Linked DNA regions of Arachis hypogaea: region 1 is linked to region 2. A link is a contact called in public Hi-C data. All regions are on one chromosome and are shown on one strand. Each heading gives the region's core, a stretch centred on a gene start, on an enhancer-like site or on the middle of the called end of the contact. The rest is flanking DNA. Distances are from core to core; before and after follow the strand shown. Region 1 holds the start of LOC112703324 (protein DETOXIFICATION 48). Region 2 has its middle 17 kb from the start of LOC140174398.

Evidence for each region. Hi-C and Micro-C count contacts between places; a contact is called where the count stands out from the background.
Region 1: a Hi-C map of leaf shows a contact between it and region 2, with 1.9 times the contacts expected there. The contact joins the promoter of LOC112703324 here to the enhancer-like site in region 2.

What each region holds. Positions count from the first base shown.
Region 1 is chr7:67,498,860-67,501,559 of arahy.Tifrunner.gnm2.J5K5, forward strand. LOC112703324 (protein DETOXIFICATION 48) reads right to left here and starts at 1,448. Exons shown (of 3, transcript XM_025754727.3): 1 at 1,314-1,448; 2 at 675-1,227; 3 at 1-400. The coding sequence starts at 1,448.
Region 2 is chr7:67,447,093-67,449,792 of arahy.Tifrunner.gnm2.J5K5, forward strand. No RefSeq gene overlaps it. Among protein-coding and RNA genes, the nearest start is that of LOC140174398, 17 kb to the left of the region's middle. Within about 2 kb of position 1,444, at least 3 of the 3 cell types and tissues checked have open chromatin away from gene starts, as enhancers often do.

The DNA of each region.
Region 1 (2,700 bases), core at 198-2,697, 52 kb after region 2:
AGGGCGGCGGCGCAGAAGAGGGACACCAACATGCAAATGCGAGCCTTGTGGGGCCGGTTTGCGCCTAACTCGTTGCCAACTCTGGTGGAGACGGCGAGGCTGAGAGAAGATGGGAACACATATACGAGTGACGTTGTTTGGATGAGGATTCCCATGGAGGCGATGGTGGCTTTTGGGTTAGCCAAGTGGCCGCACAGCATAATCATGAATTCGTACCACCACCATTCCAGGCAAACAGAGGCGCAGCTTGGGATCGCCATCGCCAGCAGCGAAGACCAGCCTTTTAGGCTCTCCATGCTTGGCCGCACCCATGACTCTCTATGCACGCCAGAGAAGTAGATGAAGGATGAAAGGAACAGAATGAGGTTCAGATTCGTTAAGACCATCGCCGTCGCCACCCCTGTCAAATTTTGGTTAGTATTCAATGTTTGATCTTTCTGCCATTACCCACTAAATTATTTATTCTTATAAAATGTACTATCAAAATACAAAATATATATTAAAACTTTTTATTAGTATTGATATGACTTCAAGGTTATATTTTATCAGTAAAATTTATTATTTCTGGTCAATAGTTAGTCAACAATATTTAAAAATATGGATAAAAAATTTGAATTAATAATTAAAAATGTTAATCAAAAACAATAAATTGTGATGTTTTGTAAGGAGCGCACCTGCAATACCCATGTTGAGGTGAACGACAAGGAGGAAGTTGAGAGGAAGATGGAGGAGAACACTGATGGCGGAGCAATAAGTAACGGGCATTGTAATGCTCTGAGTCCTGAGGTAGATTCTCAATGGATGAAGAAGTGAGAGCAAGAAGAGATCCGGTATGCAAAAAAGAATGAATCTTTGCGCCATTGAAGAAATCTCATGATCTTGACCAAACCACAAGAGGATCCTGTTCATGTTTATCCACATGAATGAAATTGGAAGCGAAGTTGAGAGGAGGAGGAGCACCGTGCGCTGAAGCGTTAAGCCGAGAATCTTCCATTGTTTAGCGCCGTAGGCTTGGCCGCAAATGGGTTCCATGCCCATGGCTAAGCCGGAGATGACAGAGTAGCCGGTGATGTTGGCGAAGCCTATGGACAGAGAACCTCCTGCAAGCTCCATTTCTCCAAGGTATCCAAGGAAAACCATGGAGATCATAGCTCTTGAATATAAGAGTAATCCTGTCATTGCTGTTGGTCCACATATTTTTCCTATCTCTTTGATTTCTTCTAAAGCCTGATGCACACAAAAATATATAAATGCTTATTACAGTTCATTACATTATTACTGTTTTTCTTAACTTTGTGTTCAATTTAATTTACCTCGTTAGGAGTTGGCCATCTATGAAGATCATTGCTTGGAAGATGATCGACAACTTTGGAATGGGGAGTGATGAGGATGGTTGTTTTTGTGGGACAAAGAAATGTGGATGCTGAAGATGGCTTGGGATTACACATGATTATAAGGAGAATCAAAAAGGTGATTTATGTTATATATGTATGTATTAACTATTAATAAGTCTATATAATGTTTGTGTTGGGGAGAAACAATAATAACAAAGGAATTGTGTTGTATAATTTTGGGGGGAAGAGGGTGAAGAGTTAGTGGGTATTTATGCATGAAAAGTTTGGGCCCCTACTGTTGAATTTGGAATGTGTCACTCATAAAATGTGTTGAACGACATTGCTATACAATTTTAGAGTATAAAATAATAAGGAAAGGCTAAAGTTTTCAAAAAAATAAATGTAAAAGAAAGATCAAACTTAAACGAAACAAATGCCTGTATGGAGTGCTGGGTTAACCGACCTTGTTAATTTTTTCTCTTGTCAAATTATAGTTTTTGTTTTTTCAAAATCCCAAATATTCTCTTATCAGATAATATAGGGTGAGTTTAGTAAAACTATTGTTTTTTTAAAATAATTTATCAAAATTGGTTTTTGAAGGATAACGTTCTAAAATTAGTAATATTTATATTTGGTAAATTAAAATAAAAATAATTTTTAATAAATATAAATAATATTAATTATATTTGATAAAATAATTTTTAAAATTTAATTAGACTATGATAAACATAAATATAATTAGATATTTATTAATATATAAAATTATATTAAACTTTTTAATTTTAATAATAATACTTTAATTTAAAAATGTACTTTAACTTTTAAACTATGACAATGTAAATACATAATCATTTTGATTTATTAAAAATTTTACCAGACAAACTATAATAGTCTTACATAAATCGAACAGGATTATATTATACAATGACAACGATAAAAAAAGTTTTAAGAGTTAACTTTTTTTCAATAATATTTAGTAAATTTTATCATTCTTTTTTATTTCTTTTTTCTTTTTTGTTTTGGTTTTAAAAAAAATTGGGTTTCAACTTTTTGTTGAATAATTACTGACCAAAAAAGATTAACTCCCTCATTAGACAAACAAATAATAAATCTTTTTCGAATCAATAAAACTTCTTGTTCTTATTATTAAACTAAATGTTTATTAGTCTTTGTGCTAATGTTAAATTTTATTTTAAAGATTGAAATATAAACATAGGATGAAAAATTCATTTAAAAGAAAAAAAACAAAAAAATTATGCTCGATATATAAATAAATCAAATTTTTTGTTTACGTCATAACACAGTTATGAACGTACAGACAAATTCTCTTTGAATTTGTTAAAAATCTTTGGAATTCATTTATTTC
Region 2 (2,700 bases), core at 194-2,693:
TCTCGTCAACGGGTTCCCAATCTTATGAAGGTTCGACCCGTGTGGGCGTGAGTAACTCGAACGCACCAACGACGAGCTTCTAGCTTCATGGTTGGTACGTTGGAGCATTGTTCTCGCCCAGCCCATCGAGGGTCCCGGGTTCAGCTTTGGACCACCGACCTACCGGGTCACTCAACCCGAATCCAAAGGTGACATGTACGCCACTTCACGCGTTGAGAAGTCCTGAACAGCTAGCAGAAGCTTCCAGGTAAATGGGCCCTAGCAAGGAGCCCACCCGAGTTCAGAGTATAAAAGGAGAGGAACATATCCCTCCCTAGAAGTACATCACCTTTCTTACCCTAATTGGCTGCCTCTTCGTATGGACACTGACTTTAATATCAGAGTGTTCTTGCAAGTGGTCCCACCCACTGACACACCGACAACTCGGACAATCATCTCACCTTTAGCTCACACTCAGATCCACATCCTACCTCATCCTATTGCACCTACCTCCACCTCACCCAATTCGCCATTCTTCCGAACAACCGAACAATTTTATATAATATATTTTGATATAAAAAATATTAAATATAAATCACGTCAATAATAATTCACCTTAATCAAAATCAAATTTATAAAATTAATTTTCTACAAATTTTTGTTTACAAATTTCAATTCAAACACACAATTATATGTCTTTTTTTTTTTGAAAAAAATCAAATTTTTTATTTTATTTTTTATTTTTTTGCGAAGCATCTATTAACCGATAGCAATAACTAATTTCTTTTTTGTTGATTAAACCTCCAATTAGATGTTATATGCTTGATCACATAATACTTTTCATTTATAAAAGTGAGAGATCGAATCTCTATCCTACTTAATCGAAGAACCTAATAATAAAATAACATATACTATCCTTCCCAAAATCAAATTGCTAAATTAATCTTATGGTATAATTTCATACATAAAAATATTAAAAAATTATCAAAATTTATTTTTTGTGACAATTAATTAATTATTAATATTTAAAATATAAAATAAAATATGTATTAAATTATAAAACTAAAAAATTAAATTAATTAAATAATAAACAAAAATAATAAATTTTAATAGTACTAGCATTTCTTTTCATATAATTGCAAGCATGTTTGTTTCTTTTGACAAGGGGGGAGGATTAGAAATTAGAATCCGTCCATGGGGCCAAGCACCAAAAGCTAAGGTGACAGTCTCGAATTCCCTATTACCATAAAAACAAATGAAATGACAACAAGCATGCATGTTCCCTATAAACGATACCAATGGAAATTCCCTCTCAAAGTTGCAATATCCTATGTGTCGCCCCATTAATGGACGTGAAAGAGGAAGATAGAAAAGAAATGAAAAAATGGTCCAATCCCAACACCCCACCGCGAAGGTAAAGTGAAGCCCAAGTAGACCCCACCCTACCCCTATGTTTGATTTCATGAAGGATTTAAAGCCATTACGGCACTGCTGCAAAACAATGCATTCTTGTATATATATATATTATTCTAATAATATTTTAAAATAATAAAAAATCAATTCAAATAACTTAAAATTATCTTATTTAATATTTATAATAAATATATAATTACAGATATTATATTATGTTATATAAAATACTTTTAAGTATTATTTTTTTAGTATTACTAAAATTATTATTAATTAGCACAATTATTTTGTCGTGTCTGCCTATTTGCAACTGCAAATTAATACAACACCACACGATTGGCATCTTTACAAAGTTGAATAGTACACTCTTATTTATAGTGTTATGTTGCATAATAATAAAATATAGAGAAATGCTGTTCTTTTTCCTTTCATTTATTTTTGGAAGTGATTTGTACAATGAAATTGGTCAACTTTGAGCCAATCCCACTATAGGATCTTTCATGCAATTTAATTTTGCACGGGTTGTGTAGGGATCACATTTTTTGGATCGTGTGGCTCCATATAACCCATGTAAAATAATTAAAAATATATATATTTTTTATTATTTATTTATCTATTAGATTATTTTTGACCTATTCACTAAAAAATTTCGCTCATTACCGTCATATATTATCCAACATTATTGCTGTGGGAATTACTGTGAAAAAAAATGACTATAACATAGTAAAATAAAATTTCGGAAACTATTACCGTAGGATCACGCAAATTCAACACTAAACCGGAGCTAACTTAGGTGCCAATTGAGTAAGGTTGTGGCGCATAATATACCGTTGATAATTACAAATTATTTATTTAAGATTTTGACATCGTGTTGGAATTATCGTTAAATTTTTCAACAGCAATGCAAAAATCGAATTTAAAGAGTGTTCTTCCCTGTTTTGTCACATACAAAACAACAGTTTCATTCCCTCTCTTTTTGTTAATGCCACTCACTACTTTCCGACCTCCCGGTCTTGCTCCGTTCGTTACTATAAAAATTTTGGTTAAAAAAACGAATTTTTTAAAATAATTGTAATAGTTTTAATCGTCATTATCTTCAAAAATAACGTTTTTAAAAAACGTCAAAATTCTAAGCGTCATTTTAAATGTTATGACAGTTTTTAAAAACCGTTATATTTTTCATTGTTAAAACGGCAGTTTTTTCTACGTTTAAAACGGCGGTCCAAACCACCATTTTAATCAAATAAATGACAGTTTTTTAATTGTTTAAAACAACGATTTAAAATTGCTATTTTTACCAAGTAAAATGAC